Linked DNA regions of Callithrix jacchus: region 1 is linked to region 2. A link is a contact called in public Hi-C data. All regions are on one chromosome and are shown on one strand. The core of a region is the stretch at or near the end of the contact, and the rest is flanking DNA. Distances in the headings are between cores, read along the strand shown. Region 1 overlaps KIRREL3 (kirre like nephrin family adhesion molecule 3). Region 2 overlaps DCPS (decapping enzyme, scavenger).

Region 1 (5,319 bases), core at 1,229-3,728, 160 kb after region 2:
AGCGGCGTGCTAAGGTGAAGCATGGCCAGCCTGTGCTGAGGGAGGGGCTGAGTGCTTCCTCTCCTGCTCTTCCTCCTGGGGAAGGAGGCTGGTGCCCTCCAGGGATAAGGATTATCCCTCCCCTACTGGCCCCATGGTGGAGTCGAAGAGAGAATGGTCGACAAGCAAACCAGAAACTTCTAGAGCAGGCCTGGTATTTTATGAAATAGCTACATGACCCCTGGGGCGGTGAACTGGGGTTCCTGCTGTGGGACAGGAGCCAATAATAATAGCTCACATTTATCCAGCCTTTATTCCCACCCTTGACAGGTGCTTCCAATGCATAATTCCTTGTAAGTCACTCTGCAACCCTGGCAGACTTTCGTGATCATTATCATTGCATTTTGCAGCTGGGGAAACAGAGGCAGAGAGGTGACATCACCATGCTACATTACGGATCCCAGATTTGAACCAGGTCTTCAGGACCATGTGGCCTGCCCAGCTGTGCCTCTGATGTCTGCACATGGGAAACGGAGATGGCGGGGTGGACCCTGTAGCCGAGTGGATCCAGGGAGGTGGTGACAATCCCAACAGCCATGCCTGTTGCAAGCTTGCTCTGTGCCAGGCGTGTTTCTCATTCAAACCTCACAACCACACCTTGAATCGGGTGCTGCTGCTGTTTCCATTGTATGGGAAGGACAGGGAGGCACAGCAAGGTTGGGTTACACAGCTGGAAGGTGGCAGAGCCCGGACCCAAATTCAGGCTGCCAGCTCCTGAGCCCATGGGTGTAACCAGCCACCATGTGACAGCCACTGACGGCAGCCAGGGCTGTCCTGGGGGATCTTTTCTGGGGTCCTTGGAGACTGCTTGATTTTGTGTCTGCTCCCAGCTTCTCTCTCTCTCTGCTGCCAGTGCCCTGGCCCCTCCTCATATGTAGCCTGTCTGGGGAAGTCAGGAGTGCTGCTGGCCTATGGCAGGACTTCCTGCAGCCCTGGGAGAGGAGGGGGCGGGCTAGGCCCCTGGGAGGGGAAACAGAGGGGTTGGCTCCAGCAGCCCCTAGAACCTGCTCCATAGGAACCCCAGATTGTGCACGCTGCTGGGGGCGCCCCATGCCATAGGATCATGGCTTCTCCATGCCCAGCACAGAGCCCTGTACCTGGAGAAGTTCCACTGACATGTGCTGGCTCCGCTGGTCACCCCTTTAGTCTCTCTGAGGACCACCGGCCGTAAGGTGGACAATTAGGATGACCATGGTTTAGAGGAGGGGCATGGGAAGGGAAGCCTTGTCTCGGAACACAGGGCCTCTTCCCATGCTCATGTCCAGGGACACATTGAGGGTCTCAGTCCTCTGCTGCTCCGTGGACAAGCCACGGAGGGGCAGGAGATCATCTCAGGTGACTGTCCCCTGAGAAATCTGTTTCCCTTCCAGAGCGTCTGACCCAACACCTTCATTGTGTGAATGAGGAAACAGAGGCCCAGGGAGTGAGTTGCCTGAGGTTATGCAGTGGAACCTGGAACCCAGGCCTGGGGCTACCTGGTGCTGCTGTTCCCGTCACAGGCCCAGGAGCATGGACAGGGCCCCCCAGCCTGCTATGCAGTAGCACAGTGCCAGGCTCTCTGAGGGGCCTTCACAATGTAGACAAGGACAACAGGCTGAGCTCAAGGTGATCTGGGACAGGTCGGACAGGGTGGCCCTGACCTCTCTCTCCAGCTGATGGGATGTGTCCTCTGCAGCACACGACCCTGCTGTCAGAGGCCTGGCACTGCCCACTCCACCACTGAGAAGGGCAGTCACTTCCCTATCAGGCCACCGGGTGCTGGGTGCTTTCATCAGCAGCCCTGGAGTGACTTCTTGGCAGGGTGGTCAATTTGGGACAGAAAGGACACAATTAATATGGGAGCCAGTTCAGGGTGCTTCCAGTCCCTGGTATTGTGTGTGAATTAGACACGAGCGCCCCTGTTGGTAGACACAGCCGGGTAAGGGCTGTTGGGTAAGGGATTCTGGGCTGGATTTTAGTCCTCCCTGGCCCCTGAGCCAGACACCTTGGAGATGGTGGAGCTGGTCTGGCCCAACTTCAGGGAGGGATGGGACAGGTGCTCAGACGGGAAGGAATGCCCTGTCCTTGGCTTTCATTCTCCTCTGGGCAACCCTCTCCCTATGTCATAGCTTTGTATTATATAACACAGCAGGGTGGCTCCAGCCCAGGACATAAGGGAGCGGTTTGTCTTCCAAGAGGCAGCCACCCCTCCTTCCCCTGGACTTGTGCCTGAGGGAAAGGGTTTGCCCTGGGTTCTGGCACTGGGTGCTGGGTGCTTTGATCAGCAGGCCTGGAGTGACTTCTTGGCAGGGTGGTCAGTCTGGGACAGGAAGGACACACCCTCAGAGCAGGGACGGGCCTGCCTCACATCCTCCTCGGATTGCCAAGGCCCTGCTTATCTGTCCAGGGCCACTTAGAGGACTGGTGGTGAGTGGGGAGCGGGCCATGTATGTCACCAGTCTCTGAGGCCAAGGAGAACCCTCACAACTGAGGAGAGTGGGCGTTCTGGAGGCTGTACCCCCAGCTGCAGAGCTTGGGGGGCCAGCTTGCCCTGGGAGGAGTATGGGCAAGAGCAGAGGCCGGGGCTTCAGGAGGCTGTGGTTCCAGGCCTGGCACTGCCCACTCTACTGCTAAGAAGGGCAGTCACTTCCCTATCAGGTCTCAATTTTCTAGCTGCAGACAAAAAGGGTTGGCCCAGCTGTCCTGTAAAGCCTGGTTCATCTTAAAGGCTCTGCGGTACGTTAGCCCCACCTGGGACTCTATGCAGTTTGTTGAGTGGAGTTTGGTGGGTGCTGTTTAAAAATGTACTCGGAATTTTGTTTTTATTCAGGCATAGGGAGGCCAACAGATCAGGAGACAACTGCCATTGAAAAGACAGTTTGCTACTCATAGTTCCCAGAGGAAGGGGCCTGCCACTTTAGGTAGTGCCCCACGTGGAGGCCCCAGGGGCAGTTGGGGCTGGGGTGGGAGGTGTGGGGAGCCTCTGCTGTGGATTGCTTTCATAGGAAGGAATGGGGAGACAGGGTTAGGATTGGATAGCTTGGATCATTTTCCTGGACCCTGGGCTGCAGGGGCCTGATGTGTGGCCTGGGGAGATTTAGGGTAGGGGCAGAGTGTCCTGGACTATAGCAGCCTGATAAAAAATGGCCGTGGGGCCTGGGCTCGGGATTGGTTGGTCTGCTTTGATACAAAGCATGCTCGCTATCTCCAGGAATTAGCTTACCCTGCTCCTTGCCTGGGTCTTCGAGGTCCCAGGATGTCAAAGCATCGTAAAGCCCAGAACATTTTAAAGACACAGTTAACAAGGGGGCCAGTCCAGGGTGCTTCCAGCCCTTGGGATTGTGTGTGAATTAGAGACACAGCCGGGCAAGGGCTATTGGGTAAGGGATTTGGGGCTGGATTTCAGCCCTCCCTGGCCCCTGAGCCAGGCACCTTGGAGATGGTGGAGCCTAAACAGTTTCACCCAAAAGCCCTGGAAAGTGGCCAGATTTAGCAAATAAAATGTGGATGCTCAGTTAAATTTGAATTTCACATATATAATGACTTTTTTTTTTGGTATAAGTATGGCCTGCAAATATGTCCCATGCAGTATTTGGAAGGTATTTCTACTAAAAAGTTATTATTTTCCTGAAACTCAAATTTAACTGGGTATCTATCTTAACGCATTTGGGCTGCTATAACCAGACACCATAAACTGGGAGGCTTAGAAATCACAGACATTTATTTCTCACTGTTCTGGAGGCTGGGAACCAAGATCCAGGCAGATTTGTTGTCTGTTGAGGGACAGACCCTGGTTCATAGATGCCCTCTTCTCACTGTGTCCTCATGATGTGGAAAGGCAAGGGTCTCCCTCAGGCCTCCTTTCCTAAGGGCACTGATCCCATTTATGAGGCGCCACCCTCATGACCTAGTCACCTCCTAACACTGTCACCTGGGGGTGAGGATTTCCACATAGGAATTTGGGAGCTGCAAACATCCAGACTGCGCTTTCACCCCTAGACCCTGGCAACTGCTGTCCCTGAGTCTCCTCAAAGAAAGATGCAGGGATACAAAGAGTGAGAGAAACAAAAAGGGACAGGGAGACATTCAGGAGAGGGACAGTTGCAGAGAGACAGGGGAGCTGGTTCCTCCCCATCCAGCCCTCACCATCCCCCTCTCAACCTAACCCCCAGGCCCTCCCCATGAGCCCTCACCATCTCCCTCTCTGCCTAACCCCCAGCCCCCTCCCTATTCAGCCTCCACCATCCCCCCTCTACCTAACCTCCTCCCTTCCTGGTCCCCTCCCACTTACCCCTGTGTTCTTAGCCCCCTCTCTACTTAACCTCTATCCTTCCTAGTCCCCTCCTCATTCAGTCCCCACTCCTTTTAGCTCCCTCCCTACTTAGCCTCCTCCCCATCAACTCCCTGTCCACCCCCTCCCCACCCACTTTCCTTCAAATCCATTCACAACCACCTGCTCCCCTCCAGCCCTCCCCTAGGACCTCACCAGGCCTCACCTTGGAGTAGGTGGCTCCATTGATGACCTCTCCCTTTCGCAACCAGATGATGGAGGCTGCAGGCTTGGCATTGTCTGCATGGCAGGTGAGGTTGAGGGGGTCCCCCGCACGCAGGCTGATCACAGGGCCCCCCAGAATGACAGGGTCATCAGGCGGTACTGCGGGGAGAGAAGCACCCAGATCAGGCCGAGGCCGCCCCGTCAGGCGGGATGGCAGGCCTGGCTGGGAGGATTTTGTGGAGAGATGATGACAAACAATAATGATCATATTTGAATAAAACTCATCATCCCCTTGTATGGTAAGGATGAGAGCAGCCCTGCGCAGTGATCCTGACAGGCCAGTGGGTGCTTGCTGCGGAGGATACTCCCACCCATCATTGCATCCCTGCTCATGGCCAGCTCAGGGGACAGGGCAGGCAGCCTCAGCCTGCCCTCCCAGACTGGGAAGCAGAGCTCTGTGGCCCAGGCCATGTTTGTGGCTTCTTTCTTTTTTAACTTCTTCTTATTATTTTTATTTTTATTTTTTCGAAACGAAGTCTCTCTCTGTCACCCAGGCTGAAGTGCAGTGGTACAATCTTGGCTCACTGCAACCCCCGCCCCCTGGGTTCAAGCGATTCTCCTGCCTCAGCCTCCTGAGTACCTGGGACTACAGGTACACGCCTAGCTAATTTTTTTTGTATTTTTAGTAGAGATGGGGTTTCACCATGTTGGCCAGGCTGGTCTTCAACTCTTGACCTCCGGTGATCTGCCCAGCTTCCCAAAGTGCTGGGACCACAGGCCTGAGCCACCATGCCTGGCCAATACTT
Region 2 (5,811 bases), core at 1,659-4,158:
GTGCTGGGATTACAGGTGTGAGCCACCATGCCCGGCCTTTTTTTTTTTTAATATGAGGTTCTGTCTGGTTTTCTCAGCCCAGCTGTCTTCAGTGTGCAGCACCTGCTGAAGGTGTTAGCCATGAGAGCCTTCGAGCTAGGAGTCACTTGCAAGACCCAGGTTCTAGTTTCTGTTTCAATGCTGACTGTTGATGTGACCTTGGGCAAGTCACTCAAGATCTCAGTTTTTCATCTTTTCTTCCGAAATGGGGAGAACTTGACAGATCTTGTAAGCCTAAAATGGAAGACAACTGAGAAGACTTGCATTTTGGGGAAGAAAAGTGTGAGAGCCACCACAAGGATTTGGGTTGAGATGCCTTCTCTGGTTGGGCACAGTGGCTCATGCCTGTAATCCCAGCACTTTAGGAGGCGGAGGCGTGCAGATCATTTGAGGTTGGGAGTTCAAGACCAGCCTGGCCAACATGGTGAAACCCCATCTCTACTAAAAATACAAAAATTAGCTGGGTCTGGTGGCTCACACCTGTAATCCCAGCACTTTGGGAGGCTGAAGTGAGTGGATCACCTGAGGTCGGGAGTTCGAGACCAACCTGACCAACATGGAGAAACCCCGTCTCTACTAAAAATGCAAAATTAGTTGGGCCTGGTGGTGCATTCCTGTAATCCCAGCTTCTTGGGAGGCCGTGGCAGTACAATTGCTTGAATCCAGGGGGTGGAGGTTGCAGTGAGCTGAGATTGCACCATTGCGCTTCAGCCTGGGTGACAGAGCAAGGCTCCATCTCAAAAAAAAAAAAAAGAGCTGCCTTCTATGAGAAAAGAAATGTGAGTGCCATTGGCTAGACTTCCCCAGAGGGAAGACTTCAGAGAAGGAAATCCCAAGTACTAGGATTTCAAAGGCCGTGAGAGCTTCTGTCTCTGCTCTCCAGAGTCTCATGGTGGCTCTGCCCTTGAGCCCACTGATGATGCCTCTGCCCACAGGTGAATGAAGCCTCTGGGGATGGGGCTGGAGAGGATGCCGTTGTGATCCTGGAGAAGACGCCATTTCAGGTGGAACAGGTGGCTCAGCTCCTGACAGGCAGCCCTGAGCTCCAGCTGCAGTTCTCCAACGATATCTACAGCACCTATCACTTGTTCCCTCCAAGACAACTGAGTGGTGAGCAAGAGGTGGCCAGGGTGTCTCTATGGAGGGAGAATGGGATGGCGGGAAATTAGGTGGTATGGTGACCAGACTCTCTACCCCGATTTGCATATTCTAGTACAATAGGGAGATTTCCTTGCTAGGGGACATTTTTGGTTGTCAGAATGTGGGGTGGTGGTGGGGTGTTCCTTCTGGCATCTAGTGGGTAGAGACCAAGAATGCTGCTAAACACCTTCCCATGCACAGGACAGGCTCGCACAGCAAAGTAATATCGGTAGTGCTGAAACTGAGAAACCTGGCCAGGCAGGTAATCCCACGCCTGTAATCCCAGAACTTTGGGAGGCCAAGGCGAGCAGATCACCTGAAGTCAGGAGTTTGAGACTGGCCTCTTGGCAAACATGGTGAAACCTCATCTCTACTAAAAATACAAAAATTAGCCAGGCACGGTGGCATGCGCCCGTAGTCCTAACTACTTGGGAGGCTGAGGCAGGAGAATCGCTTGAACCCAGGAGGTGGAGGTTGCAGTGAGCTGAGATTGCGCCACTGCACTCCAGCCTGGGTGACGAGTGAAACCCTGTCTTGAAAAAAACAAAAAGAGAAACGTTCTAATGTAGTATGTTTCAGGGAGAGTGTGATTCATGGGATAGAATAATAGATTAATTTACTACTTGAATGATAAAAATTGTCAACACTTAGGAAATCCTTACTATTAAGCTAGTCAGCCTTCCAAGTAATCTACATGTATTAACATGGTTAATCCTCAAACAACCCTCTAGTGAGAGGGCTTTACAGGTGAGGAAACTGGTTTTGAAAGGTTAAGTAACTTGTCCCAAATCATGAAGCCAGTAGGTGGCAGGAAAGCTACGGTTTTTCAGTAGACTGGGGTCTCGCTCACCGTACTCATTCTGTGGGCTGGCCAGCATGTTGGGTGCTGCAAAAATCAGTCACTTCCCTAAAGGAACCTACTTTGAGGTGGGAGAGACAACTAGTGTGATGAAGGAGGATGGGAGAGAAGGGCAGGAACTCGTGGGTTAGAAGGCAGAGATTTGTTTTTCATTGCCAGCATTTCTTAATTTAAAAGAATATTTTATGCCAAAAGCCAGGCATGACATGTGCATTTTTTTCTCAAGATTGTTAGATTTTATAGGCAGCTTTGCTAGAAGCATGAAGGAGACTGGTTGACCTTAAAGATTCCTTCCAACCAGCAAATTCTGGAATCTGTTTTACAGCACATGGTGACTTTGTCACATCCTTCTGTCTTCTTGTTTGCCCTCCAGCGTTTAAGAGCAGTCTGGCTTTGCAGATATCCTGGCCCACAGTCTTTTGATAGGTATTCTTTCTGCCCTCCATGAAAGGGTGTATTGTTGTCCTTTGGAAATATATGTGAACACTTGATGGTGAAACAAGCAAACCTTTCATGACTTAATGCAAAACAGCCTTGTCTTCCATTGAGTGAAAGCCAGATTAATTGCTGCAAGTTGATGGAAATGGACAGCTGTATTTACTTTCTCAGGCATTGACATTTAAGCAAATGTATTCCTCAGCACAGGGTGACAGAACCATGACAGAAGGCACTGTGGCCAAACACAACTTGGCCCCCGCATTACAGGCTCTGGGGCTATTGTTTTACTGCCACACCCTTTCCCTCTCCTTCCGAAATCCCTCTACCCACCCTCCCAACTCTTGGCCAAAATTCAGAAGGTACTGCCTGCAGATCAACCCTGTGAAATTCACAGGCTGTCTTTTTTATTTTCCCTGTACTTCTGTGGCACTGCACACAAGTGGAGGTGCTCTCTGCCAGCTCTTCCTGTTTCTGTTGTTTTGTTCCAAGATAGGCTCTGAAAGAGGCAGTGGGGGTTATTGGCTCACCACAAGTCCTCGTTCCCACTCTGAACCCCAGCTGTTTTCACAACCCTTTCCCCAGGGCCACCCCCACCCACCTGGGAGCTTCAGATGTTCATCTTTTTCTGACTTACTCTTTTTATTGAGACAGAGTTTCACTCTTGTTGCCTAGGCTGAAGTGCAATGGCATGTTCTCGACTCACCACAACCTCCGCCTCATGGGTTCAAGTGATTCTCCTGCCTCAGCCTCCCAAGTAGCTGGGATTACAGGTGCTTGCCACCATGCCTAGCTATTTTTTTTTTTAAGACAGAGTTTCGCTCTTGTTGCCCAGGCTGGAGTGCAATGGTGCGTTCTCAGCTCACCACAACCTGTCTCTCAGGTTCAAGTGATTCTCCTGCCTCAGCTCCCTGAGTAGCTGGGGCTGTAGGCACCCACCACCATGCCTGGCTAATTTTTTATTTTTGGTAGAGATGGGGTTTCTCCATGTTGATCAGGCTGGTCTTGAACTCCTGACCTCAGGTGATCTGCCCACCTAGGCCTTCCAAAGTGCTGGGATTACAGGTGTGAGCCATCACACTTGGCCATGCCCAGCTCATTTTTGTATTTTTAGTAGAGACAGGGTTTCACCATGTTGGCAAGGCTGGTCTCAAACTCCTGACCTCAGGTGATCCACCCGCCCCTGTCTCCCAAAGAGCTGGGATTATAGGCGTGAGCCACTGTGTCTGGCCTTCCTGCCCTCTTGGCATATAATTCATCCCTCAGTATCCACTGGGGATTGGTTCTAGGAGCCTCCTCAGATACTAAAATCTATGGATGCCCAAGTCCCCGATATAAAATGTGCAGTGTTTGCATGTACCCTAAGCACATCCATATACTTTAAATCATCTCTAGGCTATTTTTACTACCTGCTACAATGTAATGCTATGTAAACAGTCGTCATACCATGTTTTTTAGGTCATAATGACAAGAAAAGTCTGTTTCTGTTCAGTATAGACACAATGTCCTTCTTTTTAAAAATAGTTTTGATCTGCAGTTGGTTGAATCCACAGTTATGGAACCCACAATATGGAAGGCCAACTGTACATGTGGTGCCTTGCACTCTTGCTTTTCCTACCAAAACTAGGGATGGGGATTTGGAAGTTACAGCGGTTTGCTTCGGGGCCCAGTCGCTCCCTTGTTTAGCTACACACTGTGTCCCTGGGTGATATCCAAGGTCAGGGCTGGCAAACTTTTTCTGTCAAAAACCAAAGAGTAAATATTTCAGGCCTTGTGAAGCATAAATGGTCTCTGTCTCCTTTTCTTCTTTTCTTGCCATCTTCCCCTACCCTCCTTTTCTGTCTTTTCTGCCTTCTCCTTTTCCTTCTTTTTGTCAACCCCTGTGAAAATGAAAATATCACTCTTAGTTTGCTGGTTGTACAAACCAGAGGCCCTGTACCAGACTTGACCAGCTAGCCATAGTTTGTTTACCTCTGTTCCAGATTTTTACCACTCACAATGTGGTTTGTGAACCAGCAGTATTGGCCCCACCCAGGAGTCTAGTAGAAACAGAATCTCTACCCCATTTCAGGCTACAGAATCATTGGAGTCTGCATTTTAGCATAGTTCCCTAGTGAGCCATATGCACGTAAAACTTTGAGAGGTACTGGCCTTTAAAAAAACGCCATCTGTGTTTGTGCTGGTGACACCCACCTTTATTTCTCCATCCCTGACCTCTCCGAGAACTCCAGGCTCATGTTGAAATAAACCCTGCCTTGACATCTCCATTTGGAGGTCTCATAGGTGCATTTCAAGAATCCAATGTGCTAATGTACTTAAAAGCACTTAGCACATATTAACTAGCGGCTGCTATTATTAGTCTCTTGTGCCAGGCCCTGTGCTGTGTACCGTAGCTTTAGAGATGAGTAAGATACCATCCTTGTCCTCACAGTCCTGTTTGGAGTTGGGGGTGGTGACACGAGTTATGAAAAGAGGGAGGTGAAAAGAGGAGTGTTTGGTCACTGCCTGGTTATAAGGGGCTGAGGTCCTTGAAGGTTGGACCCATGTCACTCACATTAGGCACTTTCAATAAATGAAGAATGAATCCACAAACTGACCTATGTGTACCTTTTTTTCCAGTGGATTGGGCATTCTACGGTCACAAGGTGGCAGCATTGGCAAAATAGTCCTGTGGCCCTCTTCAGCTGTCCCCTTTGTGGGACGGTCAGCCAAGTCAGAGCCTGGGACCTCTCTCTCCAGTCCCAGCCCTGAGGCTGGGGAATCAACTCAATACTGAGGGAATCAACTCAATGCTGCCCACCCCAAGGGCCCTGAATGTGCAGCTCTGCAGCCTCAGCCCTCTGTCCCCCTGCATGGTTGCTCCTTTGGCTGCTGTCTCTGGCTGCTTCTCCAGACCTCCTTCCCAGAATACTGTTTGCCTAGGGGCACCCCCATCCCTCATTTCTGAGCTGGCCGCTCTCCTGGGCACAGTAGAAATCCTGGGCTCAGCTGATTTTTTTCTGGTATTTCTCTGGTCACTGGCAACTTTCTTTTTCTCTTCAAGTCTGGAATTTTTGCAGTCTCCTCATTCATTTATCCCCTCCACGTTCTCAGCTGACTGCAAGAGGCTGCTCCCGTGAGCCACTCCTCCTGCCAGCCGCAACATCTGCCCCAATGACGTAATGGAGAGCGCATGAACTTTAGGAGTTAGTCATGTGGGGGCACCCACACTTTCTCATGGTGTGCACTGGGGCAGCAATGTGCTGATTCTGAGTTTTAGCACAGCCACAGTGCTGAGAACAAGCCTCAGGTCAGACAGACCTGGGTGCGAATCCAGACTTTGCCACTTGCTAACCATG

Evidence for each region. Hi-C and Micro-C count contacts between places; a contact is called where the count stands out from the background.
Region 1: a contact with region 2 is called in a Hi-C map of skeletal muscle, with 6 times the contacts expected there. The contact joins two enhancer-like sites. A contact is called at or near these places in 2 of 3 Hi-C or Micro-C datasets (both in skeletal muscle).

What each region holds. Positions count from the first base shown.
Region 1 is chr10:26,131,848-26,137,166 of calJac240_pri, forward strand. KIRREL3 (kirre like nephrin family adhesion molecule 3) reads right to left here. Exons shown (of 17, transcript XM_078339779.1): 5 at 4,515-4,672. Among named protein-coding and RNA genes, the nearest start is that of ST3GAL4, 110 kb to the left of the region's middle. Within about 2 kb of position 2,479, at least 7 of the 16 cell types and tissues checked have an H3K27ac peak or open chromatin away from gene starts, as enhancers often do. A contact at or near this core is called in skeletal muscle, where this site is marked.
Region 2 is chr10:25,967,128-25,972,938 of calJac240_pri, forward strand. It overlaps DCPS (decapping enzyme, scavenger), which reads left to right. Exons shown (of 5, transcript XM_035265032.3): 2 at 975-1,149. Among named protein-coding and RNA genes, the nearest start is that of DCPS, 4.6 kb to the left of the region's middle. Within about 2 kb of position 2,909, at least 5 of the 16 cell types and tissues checked have an H3K27ac peak or open chromatin away from gene starts, as enhancers often do. A contact at or near this core is called in skeletal muscle, where this site is marked.